Regions from separate parts of the Anser cygnoides genome. Here region 2 is linked to region 1. A link is a contact called in public Hi-C data. All regions are on one chromosome and are shown on one strand. The core of a region is the stretch at or near the end of the contact, and the rest is flanking DNA. Distances in the headings are between cores, read along the strand shown. Region 1 holds the start of DSCC1 (DNA replication and sister chromatid cohesion 1). Region 2 holds the start of MTBP (MDM2 binding protein).

Region 1 (4,453 bases), core at 974-3,473:
TGATCAGTAAAGGTAGTGATGATAGGTGAATTAATAGCTTCCTCAACTCTTCCATTCTGCTACAGGTGAGTCTCACCTCTGCTTGTAATATCATAATCATAAAATCATTAAGGTTGGGAAAGACCTTCAAGATCATCTGGCCATATGTTCCATGCTCCTGGATCTTGACAGTTTCAGCTCACCATAACACCTCAAACTGAAAATAGCACTCATTTAAGCTGCAGCAACTCCAGAGCAAGTCAATAATCCCACAGGACTGTTATAAAATAATTTCAGGATCCTACCAAGCTCCCTTAGCATAATGTGCATTTTCTTATCAATTGACAGCAACATTGACTGTTCAGTGTCTCCTCATTCTCTCTGCAATCCACATTCATTAGCTGATTCATCTTTGTTTCAAGAAATGAACTTTAGGAGTTCAAACTTAAAAAAAAAAATGTTTGTAATTCAAATATGCAAACTCCATAAATTTGTATGTTAGATTCAGTTCCTTGATTTCTCTTGAATCTTTATTATTATTATTATTATTATTATTATTATTATTATTCCACAGAGTGGAAAGTAAAAAGAAGAAGAAATGGGCATGCAAGTTAATTGAAAAAATTACACAGATTAAGGTATAAATTAAAACCAACTTAACTGAACAGCTATTTAAACAGTTAGTGACTGTGTGAGCATTTACGTGGTAGAACAGTGATTTTCTGGTTTAGCTTAGAGGTGTGTAAGAACAGACTTATACTGAAGCAAGATGTAATGGGGGAGATTTAGATTAGAGGTTTGGAGGAAATTCTTCAATCAGAGGGTGGTGAGGCACTAGACCAGGTTGCCCAGAGAGGTTGTGGATGCCCCATCCCTGGAGGTGTTCAAGACCAGGTTGGATGAGGCCCTGAGCAACCTGATCCAGTGGGTGGCATCCCTGCCCCTGGCAGGGGGTTGGAACTGGGTGGTCTTTGAGGTCCCTTCCAACCCAAACCATTCTGTGATTCTATGAAACTGAAGTAAGACTGTACACATACCAGCTTGCACCTACGCATTACTAGAAACCAACGTAAGCTAAAGTGCCTCAGGTTTTATATGTACACAATGACTTGACTACCATGGTCCCCTGAAATATAGCATGAAAATATGATAGATGGCTGAGTTTGTGAATGAGCAACAATGCTGGTGATAGAGGTAGCTCCCTCGCTATTTCAGTGCAAGTTTTCTCCAAGCCCAATTCCCTGGCACTACTCAAGCAAGGGACCTTCTGAAGGCAGACAATGTCCAACTCTGTCACGTGTAGCAGTCATTAATACCTGCCAGCTGTGTACCCAACCTATTTGCTCTCTCCCATTGTCTGGGTCATTTGGTTCAGAATTTTTCTGAGCAAAGCGAGTCTCTGCAGGCAGAAACATGCAAAGTAGGAGTACACAGGATTACAAAGGAGTACAATTTCCAGCTGAATGTGAGGGGGCAGTTCTTCACTGGGAGGGTGACAGAGCACTGGAACGACTGCCCAGTGAGGTTGTGGAGTCTCCTTCTCTGGAGATATCCCAAACCTGCCTGGATGCCATCCTGTACAACGTGCTCTAGGCGATCCTGCTCGGCAGGGGGGTTCGACCAGATGATCTTCAGAGGTCCCTGCCAACCTCGGCCATTCTGTGATTCTGTGAAGCAGTCAGTTAGCTAATGGACACAATGCCAGTGAGGAGAGGCACACTGCCAGGCCCAGCGTTAACATGCCCTGCAGCAACACCTCACTGAGCCCAGAAGGACCAGGCGGAGACGTGTCAGCCTCTGCTGCTCCACAGAGAGGACCGGTTCCCAGTGTTGGTGAACAGCTGTCTCCTGACCCTTTTTTTTTTTTTTTCTTACACTTTAAGGTTTTTCTTCGTGCTACATGAAACACAGCTGGACCTTAAATCACAAGGGTTACACGAGCTGAACTTGGCGTGTCATGGTCTTCCCTGAGGGACAACTTGGCCACAGGAGAACTGGGTGCTTGCCCTCAGCAAGCTACCAGACCCCACAGCATGAGGGAAGGAGCACGAGTGGGTGACAACGAGCCACGGGGCAGCTGCTCCCCCACAGAATCGAGCCTTCCCTCGGACACTGTGGTAAAATAGGACATTTTATGCATTTTTATGACATTTTATAGGCATAGAGAGAGATTTTATTGCAACCAGTCAGGATACTGGGTGGGTTGAGGTGACTTCCCTTCAGACCCGCCCGCCCCGCCGATCGCTCCGGACGCAGTTCAGCCACAACCACAGCATCAAACCACCGGGCGCACGGCGCCGGCTGCTTCCCGCCTCTCGCCGCTGCGAGCGCGGGCGGGCGGGCGGGCGGGCGGCCGCCATGCGGAGCCGGGAGGAGGTGGAGGCAACGCTGCGCACCGCCAAGCTGAGCCCCGCCGAGCTGCTGCCGGCCGCGCAGTGCCTCAGCTTCGGGCCGGGGGCGGCCGGCGCCGGGGAGTGCTGCCTGCTGCAGCTGGAGCCCGGCCTCTGCGCCCAGCTGGAGGCCGGGGCCAGGTACCGCTTCCCCCTGGAACGAGTGGGGTTGGGGGGGGGGGGAGGCAAGGGGGGGAAAGTAAGCTGCGTTCTGCCCCTGGGCTGCCTCCGGTCCGGTCAGGGTAGCTGCTTTAGTAATAGAAATAACAAATGTTTCCTAAATCTTCTGAGTCTTTCGTTGGGGAGTGTTTGCACCTTTTGTTTTTTTTCTTTCCATGTGGAAAAAGTAGGCTTAGGGAAGAAATGTTGCTGAGATTTTAGCTGGAACATTGAAGGGATTCCTGCCAGGCGTCCTAAGGCAGACACCTAGAAATTTGGAAATCCTAAAAAGAGTCCTGCAGACTTTGAGATCTTCTTGCTGGAGCTTGAGGTTGGGCTGAGGTGGCAGAGCGCCTCAGAACCCCACAAACAAGCCAGTGAGGGAAGCTTTGGCAAACGTTGGGGTGGTTTTGTGACATCCTCTACCTCGGCACTAACACCAGAGAATTAAGTTTTTGAGATGGTTTTAAAATGTCTTCATTTATCAACTGCAACGCTAGCCATATAGTAAAAATGTTTTAGATGATACAACGTTAGAGCTCCCCCTAAAGAAAAAGGTCCTCAGAGATGCCCGTCAGTGAGGCTGTCGGTGCTGGGTGGACAATGGCTGGGGTGCCAGTGGTTGGGGGACCACTCGGGGCATAGCTGGGCTTTGTTCACACATGCAAGCTTTGGGAATCAAAATTAGCAGATTGATTAAATTGAAACTGAGCACTTAATTAACTGAGCACTTAAAATCAGTGTAGCCTAGGTGAGCTGTGGCCCTGCTTTGGTATTATCATGCCCTTGCTAAGAATCTCCATGTAGTCAAGTATGTGAGCTGAAGAAGGGGATTTTTAGATTCTTTATCTGGAAATTTTATAGAAGTCTATTTGTTGTTGTTGTTGTTCTGTTGTTGGTTTTTTCTTTGTGTGTATGTGTTCTGTTTTTCTTTGTGTGTGTTTGCTGCCTGGAATGAGTTGCAAGAAAATATGTAAGTTTGTCTGAGGGAATTATCTGAAGGACGCTGCCCAACAGACAACTTCTACTTGCTTTTTGTTTCACAATGGGCTAATCTTTGTCCTCAGTAAGGAGCAGATCTAGCTATAATCTGTTTTCTGAGGTTAGTGAGCTGGCTCAGTTGTTAAGCATTACTAACTCAATGATTCGGGGATTTTGTGTGAATAGGCAGGTGAGGAGGTTAGGCTGTGGTCTGCGTAAAAGCCTTGAATACCTGTCTTTCAGAGTGGGAAAACTCAAAAAAGGAGAGGTAAAGACATAGTGTTAAGATATTTTAGATAAAATGACAATTACAACTTTACGTTTTGGTATATTGTGACTGCTGCTACCAAATAGAAATGTAGTTTATAATGGCTTTACCAATGTTTAAATATAAAGAAAAAAAATCACGTGTTTAATAGGTGTTCATCCAGAAACAGAGGTAAAAATACATCTTTATTTTTTTTGTGCTTTTTTTTTTTTTTTTAGCCTGGTAATCCGTGGTGAAAAGGATGAACAAGCAGTGTTGTGCAGCAAAGATAAAACTTACGACATGAAAATAGCAGATACCTCAAATATGCTGCTGTTTATTCCTGGTTGCAAAACTCCAGAAGAGCTGAATGCAGATGAAGCATCGGGCACTGTTATTCATTCACAGGTATGCCTTTCTGGGTTTTTGTTTGTTTGCTTTAATTCTCTAATCCCGTATTCTCCATATTTTTTTGTATTTTATACAGGAGGCTTATGTGAAACCCTGGGTAGGATTCAGTTGCCTAAACATAGACTTCCAATGCCACTTTAGATGCTTTGTGGTCTTGGTCTAGCTACAAGCTGCCATTCCAGAAGGACACAGATCTCCTGTAGGTTCTTCGTATGTCCACCAGTCTCAGGAGGATATCTTCATAAACACGCTTTATACACAGGGGGCATACTGTACCTTAGGGTGT
Region 2 (4,453 bases), core at 1,328-3,827, 270 kb before region 1:
CCATTTCCTTATGCCTGGAATGCCAGCCAATGAACATGCTGAAAAGAGACACAACAAGGATTTAAAATAATCAATCCACTACAATCTATTCTTCCTACTATAATAAGCATTTACGTTGAAAGACTCTACGTAAGTAATTTAAGGTGCCACAGTGGCCTAAACTCTACTTTCCTTTGGCATTATATTGAAGACCTAAGCATACTGAAGTGTAGGTATGTGTCTAAGTGTCTAACTATTAATGATCTTTCAATTATTAATAAGTAACAAAGTTGTTGACCTCTTAATGACTTTCATAAATATCATTAATGCAGTTAGTAAAACGAGATGCTCTCTCTACATTTCCATGCAATAAAAATTACAAAAGTTGAAAACAGCTCAACATTCACACCTAAATGGATTTTGACAACTTATGTTGGTTCACATGAAGAATAATCAGATGACAGTTCTGACAATGAGGTCAGCTTTAACAGCCAGATATACAAACCAAGTAAAGAAATACAAAAGCATCAGTATTATTAAAAAAGCTAAACTAAAAGTACTAAAGCAGATCTTCAGAAATCTATTTTAAGATGATTAAATGATTTAATAAATACTCATGGTTTATGGTTCTGAATTGCTAGCCAACAGATATATATTGCTTCCACTGAAAAAATTAGAAGAGAGAACAGGAGTAACAAAAATTGTAGGCATGAAAATATCAAGCTTCCCACTGACATGAGAAACAAGCCCTTTTCTGCTCTCAGTCGCTCTTAAAATAGATTGAAATTTGTCAGCCTTTCAAAACACTTGTCTTTCATTTCCAGTGCCCAGTATATTTAATCATCTGCTAACAACTGAGCTGCTGAAGTAAAATCAGTTCTCCATAGAAACGGTAGCAAGAGCAAGAGAAACTGGATTTTCTCAAGTTTCTGATTGGTTTCATGCAGACAATAAATTTGCCTATGCCAATTCCTTGATAACATTTGGAATATATTACTATACTTACCTGGAAAAGTCCTTGCATCTGCATTTATAGATGAATTACAGTTTTCTTTCAGAAGTTTATATATATTTGCAGCAGTCACAGCTGGAAAAAAAAAGTTTTTCTTAAATTTGCTGACTTTCGGAAGTTAAGTCTTGCTTATTACAAATGCAGTTTAAAGTTCAGTTTAACGTTAAAAGTTTAGTTTTAAAAAAGGTGTCAAGTACAGATTTACAGGAGTTTAAAAAGACTAATTTTATAAAGTTCTAGTTAAACTACTGGGTATATAGATTTACAGGCTGGAGAAACGGGCTGACAAGAACCTCATGAGGTTCAGCAAGAAGTGCGAAGTCCTACACCCAGGGAGGAACAACCCCGGACACCTGTACATGCTGGGGGCAGAAAAGGTCCTGAGGGTCTTGGTGGACACTGTGTTGACCATGAGCCAGCAGCGTGCCTTTGCAGCTAAGAACGCTAATGGTATTCTTGGTTGCGCTAGGCAAGTATCATCAGCAAGTCAAGAGAGGTGATCAGCATTGGTGAGGTTGCACCAGGACTGCTGTGACCAGATCAGTGCTCCCCAGTACAACAGAGACCTGGACATGCTGGGAAAAATCCAGCGGAGGAGCACAAAGATGATCAGGGGACTAGAGCACCTCTTCTACAAGGAAAGGCTGAGACAGCTGGGACCATTCAACCTAGAGAAGAAAAGGCTATGGGAAGATCTTATCACCATATATCAGTAGCTGAAGGCAGGGTGCAAAGAGGACAGACTCAGGCTCTTTTCAGTGGTGCCCAGTGCCAGGACAAGAGGCATTGGGCATGAACTGGAACACCGGAGGTTCCTCTGAACATCAGGAAGCACTTCTGTGCTGTGCAGGTGACCAAGCACTGACACAGGTTGCTCAGAGAGGCAGTGGTGTCTCCACCTTAGTGATCTTCAAAAGCCACCTGGACGTGGACCTGGGCACCTTGCTCTGGGTGTCCCTGCTTGAGCTGGGGTGGGACCAGATGGACCCCAGAGGGCCCTGCCAGCCTCAACCCTCCTGTGATATCTCTGAAATCTTCTAGTTAGCTAACATCAGCGTTGTAACAAAACTCAAATAATCTAAGTTTCTGAAGGCTTAATTCATTAAAGTCTTCTGTTCTGAAAGATTTTTATCAAGGTAATAATCCTGAAAACCCACCTGCGCACAGACCCCAGACCAAAAAACATAAAGAAAAAGCCTTCGAGAACAACCCCAGAGACGTTTGAGGCAGGGGCATCGATTAACCGGGTGAAAGCACAAGAACTCAAGGATCACATCTCTAGGAGACACAGTCCACCTACGTGCCCTAGGAAAGCCACACCGCGGGTAATTCCCGGTCTCCAGCCCTCACGGCGGCGGCTCCCGCTTCGTGCCGTGCCCCGCGTCCCCCCCTCCTCGGCGGCAGCCCCTCTTCAGCATCGCCCCCCCGATGCAGCGATACCTGCTCCGGGCTCCCCACCGCCCTCAGCCCTGCGCTCTCCCCAGCTGAGGAGCAGCACGTAGCGGTCCATGGCCGGCCGAGGACGGGCAGGGAGAGGGAGACGGAGCCGCCACCACCATCAGGGCTCCGAGCAGCCCGCGCTACCCGCCCCTGCACCGCCCCTCGCAGGGCGACGTTTCCGCTTCCCGGGGCGGCCGCCGCCGATGGGCTCCGCTTCCCTTCCCCTTGAGCCGCAGCGGCCATGGCCAGTTACACCAAGGCTGCCCAGGTGAGCGCGGGGCTGGCCCTTTGGGCGAGGGGATACCGCGGTGGGCGCTGTCCTCCGTGTCACGGCGGGCTGCTGGCGGCCGCCATTTTGTGAGGGTGAGGGGGTGCCATGGCCGGGCACTGCTCTGCTGCCCCGCGGCCGGCCCCTCGTCGTGGTTGATGCTGGAGGGAACAGGCAGTGCCCGCTGTGGGACTGCTGGGGAAGGAAAGGGGGCTGAGAGGGAAAAGGCTGCCCGCTGAAGGCGGCTAGGGTTGTTAGTAGGCACAGAAGCGTATTTAGGTGTTTCTCAGGCAGCCCAGAGACGCTGTGGGTACCCTATCCCTGGAGGTGTTCAAGACCAGGCTGGATGGGGCTTTGGGCAGCCTGGGCTGGGGGGAGGTGTCCCTGCCCATGGCAGGGGAGTTGGAACTGGGTGGGCTTTAAGGTCCCTTCAGTCCCAAACCATTCGATGAACCACTTCAAGCAGCAAGTGCAGCACAGGAGGTCTTAAAGACTCAGGAACAGTCTGTCCCCGTATGATGAGCCGGTGGGGAAGAAGACCGGCATAGCTGAACAGGGAACTTTTGCTGTGTGTCTGGGAGAAAAAAAAAGAGTTTATGTCTGGTGGAAGAAGGGGCAGACAACTCAGGTAGGGTACAAGGCAGTTGCCAGCATATGCAGAGAATAAAAAATCAGGAAGTCCAAAGCCCAGCACGAGCTCAACCTGGCCACTATGGTCAAGGATAACAAAAAATGCTTTTATAAATATATTAATGGCAAGAGGAGGGCCAAGGAGAATCTCCATCCTTTACTGAACGCAGGGGGGAACGTGACTACTGAGGATAAGGAAAAGGCTGAGGTTCTCAATGCCTTCTTTGCATCTGTCTTTACTAGCCAGAGCACTTATCCTCGGGGTATTCAGCCTCCCAACCTGGAAGTCTGGGATGGAGAGCAGATCTCCCCCGCTGACTCCCCCCAGTTCACGTGGAAGCAGTTAGAGACCTGCTGCTCCACCTGGACTGTCACAGGTCCATAGGGCCAGATGGCATCCACCCGAGGGTGCTGAGGGAGCTGGCGGACGTGATTGCTGGGCCGCTTTCCATCATCTATCAGCGGTCATGGTCATCCAGAGAGGTTCTGTATGACTGGAGATGTGCTAATGTGACACCCATCTATAAGAAGGGTCGTAAGGAGAGCCCGGGGAACTACAGGCTTGTCAGCCTGACCTCGGTGCCAGGAAAGGTGATGGAACAGGTCATCTTGAGTGCAATCGTGTAATGTATGCGGGACAAATGGGGGATCAGGCTCAGTCAGCATGGATTCCTGAAAGGCAAGTCCCGCCTGACCAACCTCATCTCCTTCTATGACCGGGTGACCCGCCCAGTGGATGTGGGAAGGCTGTTGACGTAGTCTACCTAGACTTCAGCAAGGTCTTTGACACAGTCTCCCGTAGTATTCTCCTAGAGAAGCTGGCAGCCCATGGCTTGGACAGGTACACGCTTTGCTGGGTTAAAAACTGGCGGGATGGCTGGGCCCAGAGAGTGGTGGTGAACGGAGTGAAATCCAGCTGGCAACTGGTCACCAGTGGTGTTCCCCTGGGGTCGGTGTTGGGGCCCATCCTCTTTAATATTTTTATTGATGATTTGGATGAGGAGATTGAGCGCACCCTCAGTAAGTCTGCAGGTGACACCAAGCTGGGGGGAAGTGTTGACCGGCCGGAGGGTAGGAAGGCCCTGCAGAGGGACCTGGACAGGATGGGTCGTTGGGCAGAGGCC

The links. A called contact is a pair of places that touch in the nucleus more often than the background predicts.
Region 2: a contact with region 1 is called in a Hi-C map of liver, with 1.7 times the contacts expected there. The contact joins the promoter of MTBP here to the promoter of DSCC1 in region 1. A contact is called at or near these places in 2 of 7 Hi-C or Micro-C datasets (granulosa cells and liver).

What each region holds. Positions count from the first base shown.
Region 1 is chr2:149,966,582-149,971,034 of Taihu_goose_T2T_genome, reverse strand. DSCC1 (DNA replication and sister chromatid cohesion 1) reads left to right here and starts at 2,223. Exons shown (of 9, transcript XM_066990700.1): 1 at 2,223-2,510; 2 at 3,996-4,164. The coding sequence starts at 2,338.
Region 2 is chr2:150,241,209-150,245,661 of Taihu_goose_T2T_genome, reverse strand. It overlaps MTBP (MDM2 binding protein), which reads right to left and starts at 2,577. Exons shown (of 22, transcript XM_048048879.2): 1 at 2,432-2,577; 2 at 986-1,066; 3 at 1-38. The coding sequence starts at 2,501. It overlaps MRPL13 (mitochondrial ribosomal protein L13), which reads left to right and starts at 2,559. Exons shown (of 7, transcript XM_048048899.2): 1 at 2,559-2,699. The coding sequence starts at 2,673.